2 separate regions of the Hordeum vulgare genome follow, and region 2 is linked to region 1. A link is a contact called in public Hi-C data. All regions are on one chromosome and are shown on one strand. The core of a region is the stretch at or near the end of the contact, and the rest is flanking DNA. Distances in the headings are between cores, read along the strand shown.

The links. A called contact is a pair of places that touch in the nucleus more often than the background predicts.
Region 2: a contact with region 1 is called in a Hi-C map of leaf, with 5 times the contacts expected there. The contact joins the promoter of LOC123407086 here to the promoter of LOC123408847 in region 1. A contact is called at or near these places in 4 of 6 Hi-C or Micro-C datasets (leaf and seedling) and 1 of 1 datasets of contacts at active chromatin or transcription factors (embryo).

What each region holds. Positions count from the first base shown.
Region 1 is chr7H:163,561,114-163,568,433 of MorexV3_pseudomolecules_assembly, reverse strand. It overlaps LOC123408847 (F-box protein At-B), which reads right to left and starts at 4,129. Exons shown (of 4, transcript XM_045101887.1): 1 at 3,890-4,129; 2 at 3,602-3,807; 3 at 2,317-2,416; 4 at 433-2,008. The coding sequence starts at 4,108. The coding sequence ends at 668.
Region 2 is chr7H:164,162,639-164,169,958 of MorexV3_pseudomolecules_assembly, reverse strand. LOC123407086 (peroxisome biogenesis protein 5) reads right to left here and starts at 3,311. Exons shown (of 14, transcript XM_045100127.1): 1 at 3,045-3,311; 2 at 2,175-2,300; 3 at 1,948-2,101; 4 at 1,668-1,861; 5 at 1,126-1,458; 6 at 177-296. The coding sequence starts at 3,161.

The DNA.
Region 1 (7,320 bases), core at 2,880-5,379:
AAATGCATGAGCCTGGAAAAGAAGAAAACGTGTGGATCATATGCTTCGCTGGAGAGATAAGGAAGGGATATAAACTGTTTAATCCCTGACCACGTGTTAAGCAAATGTGAAGCAAAAGTGGCGAGTTTAGTCCCTGATCACGTGTCAAGCAAATGTCGAGCAGAAGTGACAACGGATGCTCGCATGATAATGTTGACCCAAATCGATTCCCATCAAAATTTCCCTTCACACATCATATTTCAATCTCAATCCAATCAAAATTTTCCAACACAACTTGCTAGAATAAAGTTATCCTCGTTGCAACGCATGGGTATTTAGCTAATACTCCCTCCGTCTGAAATTATTTGTCACAGAAATAAATGATGTATTTTAGTTACGCGTACATCCATTTCTACCCATTTATGCCACAATAGATTTGGGGCAAAGGAAGTATAAAATAGAATTTGAAAGCTGCATATCTAAACTCCTAGTACAAATCCACCCGTTCATTACAATACAACATGAGAAAACCAAAGTCAAGAATTACAACATGAGGAAAACAAACGGTCCAAAGAATTGTGTTGTTACATAATGGAACAGAGCATTACAACACCAACCAAAGAATTGTGTTGTTACATAATGGAACAGAGCATTACAACACCAACCGCAATGTCACGAAGAATGCATATTACAGGGTGCGAACGTCAGGATGGCACTGGTTCCTGCAACCCATCTCACAGTTACTGCCACATATCGTCAGCCCTGGCTTCCGCTCCAGGATCTCCGCTACAGTCGGACTGCCCCCACGACGTTCCAGCACGTTCTTCCCGACGCCGAGCCACCGCAGGCCTCGGAACAGCGGCAGGTCGACCAGGGGATCAAACAGCCTCAGGAAGTTGCGTGACAGCCTGGTGCAGTAGGAGAGATCCAGCATTCTAAGGGTGCTTTTGCCAGAGCCATGCCGGTCCAAACCTAGAGTCTCGAGGCATGGATCGGTGATGAGCACGCAGTTTCGGAGACACAGGCTGCTTATCCGCTCGCAGTTCTTGGCAATCAACGTGACAGCTCTGCCCGATATCCTTGGCACGTTCCCAACATCAAACGCGGCCAGAGTTTTGTTGATGGTGCCACTCCCCAACAGCAATGAGGCTATGCCGTTGTTGGTGATCCTTCTGCAACTCCTCAAGCATAAGGAAGATATTGGGCAGCTCCCGTTACCGAGTGCTGACAGACCTGCATCGGTAATATCAGCTCCCGCAAGGTCCAGTAGAGTTAGCTTGGAAAGCTGCGAGATGGAGGACAGGCCAGAGTCTGCAATGCTCCTGCAACCTGACAGATCAAGAACCTCCAAGTTGGTGCAGGATGACAGAGATATTGCTGTTTCGCTGGTCAAGAGACCGCAAGATAGCAACCTCACTTCTGTGATCTTTGTTGCTGCCTCATCAAGATCAAGGCACGTCAAATCTGACAAACATGAGGCGGTACTGACCTCAAATTTCCTCAGGTCCTTGCAAGAGTGGAGAAGGGCTGCATATCCAGCATCTCTCACTTTAGAGAACCCACCAAGCCTAATGGTTTGGAGTTGCTTGCATCCTTCCGCAAGCATCAGCAGCCCAAAGTCGTTTACCCTTCTGAAGGTGGAGGAGCAACCCTGCTTACCGCGTGTAAGAGATAAATGTGTCAAGTTCTGGCATAAACCAAGTGCTTGCAGCCCAATATTGGTCAGATCATTGTCCAGATCTGCTTCACTTCCAGGGTTGTCTTCTAGGCAGAGCTCAAGTAAGTTTGAGAGACTTCCAGTGATGAAGGTAACAAGTTCATCCGTTATTATGTCCAGAACTAAAGACAGTGATTCTAGACTGTCACTGAAGGGTGTCTTCAGAGATGAGCTTATAGGAAAGAGTTTCTTTGCCTGCCAATTGGCTATAGGCATTAGCAATAGTACCTTGATGGTACTAGGCATAACAGGCACCAAAGAATCGAAATCAACAGAGCCTGGAGCTAGCAGAGGGAATTTCAGGGAAAGATTCTGCATGCATAAATTTGGAAAGACAGATTAGGTATATACACACAGCAACCAAATTAACTTATTCCAACAGTAATTACTCAAAATTCACGGCTAATATTACTTAACCTTATATATATATATATATATATATATATATATATATATATATATATATATATATATATATGCTTTAGTACTCAAAGACTGCTTTTCTTTTTTTACTTAAACTGTACTCAAAAGATGCTAATCTAAAAACTATTCAAAGATGCAATTTCCATCTTTCTAAGTTCAGAAGGGTATCATGTTCATATGTGACAAAGACACCTCACCTCCAAATAATCACATCCTTTGAACATGTGTGCTATGGACTTACGGCAGATCACAAAATGTTCACTGCCGCTCAAGTTTGCCATCTCCAGTGTAATTGATCTGAATAAATACAATATGCTCAGACTTCTCAGGATTTGGTCCAAGATGAAAACAAAACATTTTTTAGAGAACGGAAACTTAACCAATCACTATGCCAGGTACAAATCAAATTTCCCTAATGCCCATCCCACCTGGGCAACAATAAACCTTACAATGCAATAATATTAGGCAACAGTTCACAGCGCCTAATCCAATTTCTCAAGAAATATACTGTTATGAAATTAGCTTCCATGGCTTAGTGCCAATAATAACTTCCACAACTAATACCATGGCCGCTTGGCTCCACTAGTCACAGTACCAGGTCAAGAAGCATAGATATATGTAGGCTGAGATATCAGTTTTGGGACTCTACCAATATAAACATAATATTTCATTTTGTAAATATCATTTTCGCACATATCATCCGATTTGGACTGAAATATTGACCAATATGAGCGATATGTCCACTGATATAGACTGGTATGTCGATGAATACAATTGTTTAGCGAAAAGCAGTGGAAAAATATTATATACTGATAACTTCATTGTATTATGAAAGTCATGTATAATGTTTTGTAGAAACACATACATAACGTATTGTCTTTAATCTTAGAGTGAAAACTTTGTGAATCTGTCTTAAATAGTTTTTTAATTAACAAGTTAATAAACTAGGAATCTAAATTTATTATGCTAGACGACAAGAATAATGAAAACAAGAATAATGTAAATTTTGTTTTCACTAAAAAGATGTTTTTGAACAAGAATAATGAAAACAATCCAGATATATTTTCTCTGATATATCTACATATCGTCTGATATATAACCCGATATCCGACATCCAATATGTTGAACCCAATATACGACATGTTGAACCCGGCGATTGTTGACGAGGTTCAACCAAAACCTACATCCCCTGGGATCTCTTCTGTTCAGTGGGCACTCTTCCCTGGTACTATTTGATATCCTGACAAACTCGACACGCACGAGAGACTCTGGTCAGACCCCCTGAAATGGCAAGTCAGACCGCTCTCTGCGTGCTGAGTCCACCTCTCTCTCGGTTAGACACAGCATTGTCCATATAATTGAGGCCCTGCCTACTTCGTGTTCGACTCAAACATGACTTTTAGGCTTTAGCCCTGTATCAGCTATTACCACCACAAGTCCAACTGTAATGTAAGCAAACAAGCAATTGCTGAAGAACCATACCTCAAATTGGTGCACCTCTCACCAATCACCACAAAGAGGTACGGGGAGAACGAGGAGCACTTGAGCAGCGAGAGCTCGCGGAGGCTCTCCTTCGCAATAGCAGCGACTGCAGAGTCATTGAGTAGGCTGCAATTGACGGTGAGGTTGCGGAGCTTGCCATTACCGGCAAGAATCCTATTCGCGATAGTATTCGTCGGCGTAAACGCCTGCAACATCGACCAAACCCCAGGTTGAAGGGAGACCATATCTGGCGAGAGGCGGGGAGCGTGAGAGAGGGAGGAAGCTCACCGAGAGGTCTAGGGATTCTACGGAGGATAAGGCGGCACCGGCGGCGCCTCGGAGGGCGCGGCAGGATGCTGCGGCGGAGCAGGCAGCCTCTAGCCCCACCCGGCCAACGACCTCCACCAGGAGCGCTTCGGGGAGGATGTCGACCAGGCCTCCTCCGACGCTGCCGGAGGCCTCGCCACCGCCCTGGCCGTCGCCGGCGCCGCGAGGCTTCTTCTCCATAGCTCCTTCCCTGTTGCTTTCAGACCTAGAGTCAGATGCGCGGAGACCGTCCCCGGATATACCACCACGTCTCGCGGGCCCTCCGCGTGGGTATGACATCTGGGCCCGGAGTGAGAACACGCCACCGTCCTTCGTTTAAAACTTTTATTAATCGGTACTGTTCTAGATGAGGAAATAAACCAATAAACCGGACCTGCTCAACTCAAACGGATAGTGTTTTTGTTTTTTTTTTTGTTTGGATTGTTAGCCGATCTAGTCGTATTTTTTTTTAAATGGATCGATACATGCATCCAACGAAAAATAAGTGAATAACAATACTGTGATATTAAAATAATAGAAGAAAGACGGGTGGGGATCGGTCAGCGAATTAAATAAGCAGACACAACCACATGCGTACACCAAAAGGACGCGCGTGCATCCGCTTCGCGTCCGCGCCGACACATTTCACTTCCAAATTTAAACCGGAAATGGATTGTCACGAACGCGAAGCGGACGCATTTTGACAATGAATCCACGTGTTGGATGTTCACTTTTGTCGGCGTGGACCCAAACGGACGGCTGCAGACGAAATGAGTGGTCCTATTGAAGTTGCTCTAAAGGTTAGCGCTAGTATCTGAGTTTTCAAAACATTCCATGTGTGGTGGCTGCTCAATGAGTTGCAAAATGCATGATGTTATGGACATCCACATGTTTTTGTTAGCATGCCAATAAATGTGTGTGTGCATGCGTGTGTCCATGCAAAATAAAACGGACAATGTCTCATCGATCTAAGCTATGGTCCATCCGATTGATTGTTGTAGATCTTTACATAAACTTGACTCTGCTTCGATTTTTTGTCGCGCGTGGTCGGGTTTCCGTTCGTGTCCGGTTGTCAGTCCATTCAAATCAAGCATGCTTTTTTTAGGCATATTTGTTGTTCGGCCTTCGCTTTGTTGTTTGCTAGTCGTTTTCATTTTTTTGGCGTGTCATTTGTAGAAACGGAAGAGAAACGGGTGCTTCGTTTCCTATCTCTCTTATCATTTTTATTTTACGCCCGCCTTTCTCCGTTCCTCCTCTTCCCATTCTTCTTTTGTCTTCCATTAGTGTTGTCCCGTGTAGGACAAAATCGACTGAGGACTTATTTGCTCTCGCGGAGTGAAGAGATGCCCCACAATGGCAATGAAGTGAGCTTTTGCCCCCCTCTTCTATCTTTTTATGGGTTCCTGGTTTGAAGTGTAACCTTAGCATTTCAAAAAGCACCCCTCTTCCCGCTATCGTTTTTTATTAGGCTTCTTTACATCCTCTATCTTCCTGTTTGTTTTTCGTTAGACCAAATCCATCGGTCGTTTAGATTGGTTTGTGTTCTTGGGAGGGGTGGTAGTATGGGGGTGGTATAGTGTTTATTGAAAAATTAACAGGCCCGCAATAGATGCATGGTTAGGACCATTTGGGAAATCTTTATTAAGAGGTTTCATTTCAAATCACTAGAAACCCTCTGTCTCCTTTTTTATCCGTAGAACCCTTTAATATTAAGTTGATTTTTTTAAGTTTTCTTAAGTTGACGATGGTAGAATATAACAGAACATGTTTAAAGTTAACTATAGTGTTGGAAATATGCCCTATAGACAATAATAAATTAGTTAAGCTATTCATAATGGGGAGTATCATATACTAGCATTATGCATATGATACTAGTGCATGATATTACCTTCATTGTGCATACTATCATAGAGTAGGATCATATATGGTGTTATTTATTACCATGCATGACTCAAAGTAGCATAGCATTTAACATGATACAGTATCTACCTATGTTACTCTAACTCTCTCTCTTCTTTAATTCTCTGTCACATCAGCGTGTTTGCTATTAGATACCACCACTATGGCCAGCCTTATTATCATATTTCCTTGTTCATGATAAGTGTTTATCGTTCATGCTAGAATTTCATTATCCGGAAACTTAAATACATGTGTGGATACATAAACAACACAGTGTCCTTAGTGAGCCTCTACTAGACTAGCTCGTTGATCAAAGATGGTTAAGGTTTCGTAACCATATATGTGAGTTGTCATTTGATAACGGGATCACATTATTATGAGAATAATGTGATGGAAAAGACCCAACTGTAAGCTTAGCATATTATCGTGTCTCTAAAGTTTAATTGCTAGAGCTTTCTTCATGTCAAGTATATGTTCCTTAGACCATGAGATCTTGAAACTTCCTGACACCAAAAGAATGCTTAGTGTGTACCCAAACGTCACTTCATAATTGACTGATCATAAAGATGCTCTACATGTATCCTCGAAGGTGTTATGTTGGGTTTGCATGGATAGAGATTGGGACTTGTCACTCCGTGTGACGGGGAGATATCTCTAGGCCCTCTCAGTAATACAACATCATTAAGAGCTTGCAAGCAATGTGACTAATGAGTTTAGTCACGGGATCTTGTATTACGGAACGAGTAAAGAGACTTGCCGGTAACGAGATTGAACTAAGTATGGAGATATCGATGATTGAATCTCGGGCAAGTAATATATCGCTGCACAAAGGTTGTTGCATACGAGCTTAACCGGATCCTCGACATCGTGGTTCAACCAATAAAGATCTTTGTGGAATATGTAGGAACCAATATGGGCATCCAGGTCCCGCTATTGGTTATTGACCGAAGAGGAATCTCGGGCATGTCTACATGATTCTCGAACCCATAGGTTCGCACGCTTAAAGTTCCATGACACTAGAGTATTATTGGGATATGTACATTGGTGACCAATTGTTGTTCGAAGTCACAGATAAGTCCCACATGCTAGTCTAGAGTATTATTAGAATTTTTTGGAGGTAAAGATTTATATGTGGGAAGTTCAAATTTTTCTACTGGAATAGTTTTGGGATTTTCCAGTATAGTACCGGGAGTGTCGAAAGGGTTTCGGGGGTCTAAGGGGAGGGGGGTCCACACACCCCCTGGGGCTACATGGACTGTAGGGGGGCATGGCCTAGTTGGGTCGAGGGCACCGGCCCCTAGGAGGCCCATGCGATTGGCCCAAGGGGAAACCCTAGGGGTGGAGGCGCCTCCCCTTACTTGGGAGGCAAGCCTCCCTTAGGGCGTTGCCCCCTCCCTTGGAGGAGGAACCAAGGGTTGCCCTCCCCCTCCCTCCCCCTATATAAAGGGTGAAGGATCACGGGGGACACACCAATTCCCTCTACCTTGGGGAAGCCATGTCTCCCATCTTTCTCG
Region 2 (7,320 bases), core at 2,062-4,561, 600 kb before region 1:
ATATCACGATGCAAATGCAATCACATCAATTGCAGAGATAACATGACTAGGATATTTCCTTATGAAGAAGAAAAATAAATTATGATGAGCTGTTGTTCAAGCAAATTTTCACTGTGGGTAAAAACAATGTGCAACCAAAATAGGGTTACATGAATAAACAAGGCCATCATAAATACCTGGAACTTTGGGTCATTGTTACTTGATAATGTTTCTGCAAGCATACGGGATTGCTGCATAGCTGCGAGATTCGCCATGTTCGCTCCTCCCATCTGACCCATGGCCATCTGAGACTGATGCTGAGACAACATAAAGTACATAGCATAATTTAAACCATGTATCCAACAAATGAACATGCTCATCCAGAAGGAAACTAAATTATGATGGGTATGCAGATTTCCATACGAATTACAAGGATTTGTTTTTTTTTTTCACTTTAGAAGCCAACTAAAACTAGTTAATATTTAAGAGATATGTTGAAAGAATGTGATCCTTTGTCACCTCATGTTCTAGAATAACTACATTTAGTAGAAGTAAGAATTCTATGTTTACATAAGACTGTCTAAAAAAAACATACATATATAAAAAATATCTTAAACTTTATTTCTAAATACAGCATACAATTACTCATAGATATCATAATATCTCGCTCAATGGGTAGGGTAGGGAAACTATCAGATTACAACTGGGTAATGGCATACCAAACCCACATATCCTTCTCAAACAAACTTTTTTATTGGATTGTGTTTCCTGCTGGATATTGGCTATTTACTCACGAAAATGGAAAACATAATTTTCTAATGTTTACGAGAAAATTCCAGTACAAACAGAACACACTCAAGAATACTGCAGCGCATGGTGCAGATACAAATGAAATCCAGAATTGCATTTGGATACATAGATAGCCAGATATCATCATTTATTGGGCAATCAGATTATCCAGATAAAAGGGTATCAATTGCAACATAGTTATACTGGCCTAGAAGCTAAAAAGTATCTTCAGCATGGCTGAACTTGGTTCTAGGATGTGTTGTCTGCTCATATGATTAGTATAAATAAACAATGAAAAAACATGCTTCACAATTGATGGTTGTGAAAATGTCAAACAGGCTTTTACAAGGCTCTGACCTGTTCAAACTCAGAGGCCCATCCATTGGGACCATATTGCTGCTCAAAAGAGTGCGCCCAACCCGCAGGGTTATTATTTTGCTTGCCAAACTCAGTGATCCAACCCTCAGGGTTATTATTTTGCTTGCCAAACTCAGTGATCCAACCCTCAGGGTTATTATTTTGATTGCCGAACTCAGTAATCCAATTATTTGCAGCATTGTGCATTGGGCCTGATCTCAAAGCACTTTGGGATTGATTCCAGTACTCCTCCATCTCTGGGTACGGCCCATGCAGGGGATTTTTCATCCGATGATTATTGTCAATATCAAGAGAATGCAGCAATGTATTTACCTGATATACGGATAAAAGTGTTACATTCATGAATGTTCTTCTAATAAACATTCATCAACGAAACATAGGCAGCACATGGAACTTGGAAAGTCAAGCAAGTCAACAGGAAACTACTGAGCTGAGCTAATGGAGGAAGGACAGAAACAAGTGTTGTGAGAAAATTCGTATGGTCCATGGCAATTCCAAACACAAATGTAAGAAAAGTTAACCTGTGCTTGTATATATTCTTCAGGTTGATCGGCCAAAATATGGCGCGCCATTATGCAGCTGCGATCACGTATACATTGCTTGTCGCCTTCGGACAAACCAAGAGCTGGTACTGGGACAGGTTGAAATGGCACACCAGCTCGGCCACTTGAAAGAAAAGAATGCAGAACACCAGATAAGACCCTTTGTGGTGGACCTGGAACAAAAGTTAGGTGTCATTGCATGTGTGGTTAATAGACAACCATTCACAGTAGACAGAAATGCTAAGACACAGAAATCTACCATCCAAGGCCGGTCCCAAGGTAGGGCCTGCATTGTTATAAATTTGCTCAAACTCTGCAAAGTTTGCTTCTGGCCCCCCAAATGCAGAATGCCCCGGAGGACGAAAAGATTCAACCCAGTCATTAGCAGGACCCCCACGAATGAAGTCGGCACCCTGCAAGTGTTCGACAACAGTTAGGAGTGGCCGAATGGGACACAAAAGGACAGTTTTGGAGAATCGCCATTACCCGTGCAAATGGTCGTTGATCTTGCTTGAACTCATTCTCAGAGCCAGGGAGAGTAGACAATGGAGCTGTGCTATAATCAGACGTAGTTGGAACATTAACGGAGGCTCCAGGAAGTCCCTTTAGTGACTGCACAAAAGAAAATGTTATAACCAATATTTTCTTGGACTTCAGGTACAATTTTTCAATGCATTTCGATGTTAAACATCCCATATTTCCAATTTAATCCACACAAATTCTTATATAGGAACATGGAAACTGGTAGGAGACAAAAAAAAATATGTCTTCACATATACCTCGTACTGGTATGTTCAGAATAAGGTCAATCAGAGATTCTCAGATAAGCTAATTCACAGAGTACTTTGACTTAAACTGGTGAAATGAGTGTGCTAAAGGTTAGAATCCTAGCACCATGAACTCTTTTAACCCTTTACTATATTTTTTAACAAGATAACAGCATAGGAATAGAGAAGCCTGACGATATTATAGTGAACTTGGTAGCTTATAATTTACAAAGCACTGACTCAAGTATCTCGCCCAGCACATTAGGAGCATGGTTTCAGAGTAAGGTAAAAGGGAACAGATACGGAACATTGAACCAGTGATAGCTCTGGCACGTCGGGTCACAGTCTAAACTCTAAACCAATACACCAAGCAATCAGAGACATGCGACAGCACAGCCCACGAATCAGACGTATTTTTCAGCGCATCTAGACCGCACGGGATACAGCACTGGCTTCGGGCAACAGAAGCAGCATATGAGCACAAGAAACCTAAAGGGCGCCAATTGATCCAGGCCAGCGCAGATGCAGGGAGTAATAAGTCCTTAAGGTCGATAGTCTTGACCGACGGGGCGACGGGCTTAGGGTTTACCTCCGCTTTGCTGGACTGGCCGAGAAGGGTGTTGGCGAGGGTGCCGAATGGGTTGGAGGAGGAGCCCCCGTCCGGGGCGCAGTTGTTCTGGCCGGTGATGAGGTGGCGCGTCCCCATGTCCGCGGAAGGCCCCCGCTGGCGCCGGAAGGAGGCGCTGACGCTGCTCCGATCGCCGGCGGCGAGAGGCGTTCAGCCCGAGGAGATGAGGAGGGAGAGGGGGGGAGGAGTCGTGCTGCGGCGCGGTGGCTTGGCGGGCCTGGGGAGGAGTAAGCTGTTGTGGACCCGATAAGGCCAGGACACGTGAGAGATTATTTTTTCTCTGTAGAGTACGTATGGGTGGTTGGGAACTTTATTTTTCGTTCACACACGAGAAAAACAGGGAACCGGTTTTTTTCCTTTATAAAAAAAATCAAATTAAAGGTTGGCCGAAGGCTTGAAGTCTTTCCTATTCTACTAGTTCAAAGGTTCTTCTATTTTTCTTTCACGTTCCAGTGTGAAAATAGGAAAGCTTTTCTTTTCTCTTGAAAAAACAAATATCAAGTTGGTTGAAGACTTGAAGTCTTCCTTTTCTAGTCCAAAGGATCTTCCTATTTTATTTTGGCATTGCAGTGCGAAAACGTTGGAATTCCCCCGGTTTTGCTCTTGCAAAATTCGTGAGCGAAAATGCTTACCCCCTGTTTGGATGTAGACAAACTGGCTCAGAATTGAATTGGACTGGAATACCAAATCTAAGATGGAAACGAAATGGCCTTCAATTCAAATTTTGTTGTTTGGATGTGCTTGGTATTTGTTGTTGAAATCAAAGGCTAGCACCTAATCTCTCCCTAATAATAAAGCAGCGATGGCTTCTGTCGTAAGTCGTGGCAGTTTTACAAAAAAGACTTTCTATTTCCGAGTATTCAACCCGTGGTCCTTTTGTAAGTTAAAAAACGTTTCGTTTTTACGTAAACCCCCTCGCAGTCACCATCGGGCACCATGGCTTATCCATTCCTGTCCTTCACTGACGGGCGAGAAGACAATGGAGCTTGGAGGCGGGGGAGCTCGAGGAGCCTCGGAGGAGCCTTGTCGTCGGTGAGAAGAGGCCGAGGGGGCGAGCAGAGTGTGGGTACGCGAGCGCGCGGAGGCGGAGAGGGCCAGTCGTGGCGATGCGAACGGCCGGGCCGACGCGTGGCGACGCGGACGACCGGGACGGCACGGGGCGCGCTAGCACCGACCGCGGACGGAGTGGCGCACGGGGGCGGGTGGAGTGGCGCGCGGGGGCGGCCGGGGCGACGGATCCGACGCGGGAAGGCAACGTGGGCGCGTGAAGACGCAGCGGGCGGAGCCGCGCGTGGCCGCAGAGGCGCTCAGGGATGGAGGATGAAGGCCGCCTCACCAGGGCTCGGGGGCGGCAGCACAACGTCGCGAGCACTGGCCGCGGGCGGAGTGGAGCGCGGGGGCGGACGGAGCGACGGAGCCAGCTTGGGGAGGCTACACGTGCGCGTGGAGACGAAGAGGGCAGAGCCGCACGCGGCCGCGAAGGCGCTCGCGGGATGGAGGATGGAGGTCCTCAACACAGTATGTTTATGTACTGTGTGCTCATTTACTTATGATATCAGTTCTCGTATGTGGATTTCATTATTCAAGAATAAACGTACCTTATTGGGTTGTATCTCGGAATTATATGCTTCGTCTGAAATTCCTAGTGGTGTGTGCATCTTAATAGCAAACACATCACGAGGTATGTGCATCTTAATAGCAAACACAACATGAACGACCATTTTGATTTATAGCATAAAGAAGAGAAGAGTCGATGCCCAGGTGGTGCTATGCACTCACTTGATTTGGCATTCGTTCTGTTGCCACTTTTTTGAATAATCCCTTTTCACATCAATTTGGCTCCGAATATCATAGCAGAGCAGTTCATGGGCAATTCCGGATCACTTTTTGTGATCACAAACTCTTCACATCTCTATGAATTTAGAACTCTACACGTGACAGAAACAGCTGCTCCACTTCTTCCTCATTTAGAACCACAGTTCAGATGTGATTATAGGATGTAAACTTTATATTATTTTGCTATCTTATTTTGTTTGCGAAAGTAGTTGTAGCAAGTAGAAGTTTGGATTGATGCAAGCAAGTAAGCAACACTTTGATTAGAAAAAATGTGTGTTGGCATAGGCTGAAGCAAGCACCGGTACACTCTGTATTTGTCTGAATCTTTGTGTGTTTTTGCAACTAGCTGCAGTAGACCCCAACTTAACTTAATGCTAGCAATTACTTGAAATCTTGATATGATCTTGCCGACTGGGTAAACAAGTCCCTCTTCGATCTGTATGCCCGAATCTTTAGTTTGTGCAGCTAGCTGCTAGCAAGTAATTAAAGTCGTGATCTGCTCTTGCCGATAAAATAATATTGGAAGAAACATCCAGATCACTCCACTATGGGCCCACTCAGTAGCTTATGCATCCTATAATTAGAGAAAGTATTAACACAATTAATTTGACGAGAAATTTAAATTAATTTGAGAAAGTATTTAACACAATTGGTCTATTGCCATAGGCTCAAGAAAACATCTATTCGATTTGTACGTTTGCCATCTTGTTTCCTTTATCAAACTATCTGCAGCAAGTAGCAGCTTGAATTGATGCAAACAAATAGTAACCATTATGGCGGCATGGTAAACTTCTAATGTTCCATCGAGAATATCTGGCAGCAATATATGTGAACAAAAAATGGTGATCTTTTCAATATATTATATGGTTCTATATATCCAAAGGAATTGATGCCGATTATTATCCAAGAAAAGAATGTTACCGGCCAGTGTGTCTTGTCATACAATACCAGCATATTATATTTTGCAAATTTGATGTAAATCTTATTTTTTTTGCAAAAATATGGATGTACATGATGAATGCGAACTCCGAAAAATAATTTTAGGACAACTGCTAACATTCACCGACAATGAATTTGAAGACAACATACCTGCCAGTGTACTAGAATTCCTGAGTTGTATCAAGAAAACCAAAATTAAAACTACTATATAAAATCTCCATATTTTTGTGTAAATTGATTATGTAAGCTACTCTGGAAACTTTATTATTTTTTCAATGTTTATTTACTTCATGCTAACTTTCATTTTCTCTCAACAGGACATGTGCTATTATGAAAAAGGAGCTTCTTTGTTGGATGGCAACCCGTGATGATGGTTTCAGATATGAAGCTAAGGAAAGCTCGCCTCATAATTCATTGGATGTAAACCAATAGGGCCAGTTAGATATACGTTGGTTGTAAATGACATGGGTATTTAGCTTTCATAAAATCTACTTCCTCCATCTCATAATTTAAGAATGTTTTTTTTAAACGTTCTTGTATTATGGGACAGAGGGAGTACATATGTACTCTTTAACAATAAGCTTTGGATGAGGATGGCCCTAAATGTGCATTGAATTTATCATTGGTTTTTATTGGTTTTTACTATCAACATTGCATAATGAGTTTATATATTTGATAAAAGTGAACACATATTTTACAAGAGTGATTATAGATCCACCTATTCTGGTGCTAGATCTATTGCTGATATCAATTGTGTAAAATAATATGTTAATTCGGTACTTATGACGTTTCAACTCACCTGTCTAGCTGATGTGTTGTACTGCACATCTCGCCTCTTTAACTGAAGTGATGCACTGCAGCTCTATGTTCGCGTGTGGTAGCACTCAACGTAGAAAAATATAACGATGTAATTTTGACCTAGATCTCGACTCTCCAATGTCAGGACTATTACGCCAGTAGTCTGCTGCTTTTACTCGTGCGTAGCATCATATATAATTTCATTTTTCTAATAATTGATGGATCTGCAAACTAAATATAAGAACACAAAAGCACCATGCAATTTTCCAACCAGATAATTTTCATCTCCAAAAAAAATCCATTCTAGAAAATCCAAAAAATATTTCAAATTTACAAAAGAATAACATCTTTCAAAACAAATAAAAATCATGTTCATCGAGCATATATTATAGGCACCCAAACTCTTTCATCAGATGAAAGTGCCGAGCTGAAGTAGGTCCAATCTAAATTATATGGCCCAAAAAGCAGTAGTTCAGTGTAATCTTATTTTGTAAGTTTGCCAAAACTGAATATAAGAAGTGGCATGTAAAGGATTTTTTTTCCGTCCATTGCAACGCACGGGCATTTGTACTAGTTCCAAATCATGTTTGGATGTGCAAACCATGGAATCATTGACGGAGCAGCCGGATGCGGGGGCGGAGGTGGCGCGGCGGAGACGGAGGTG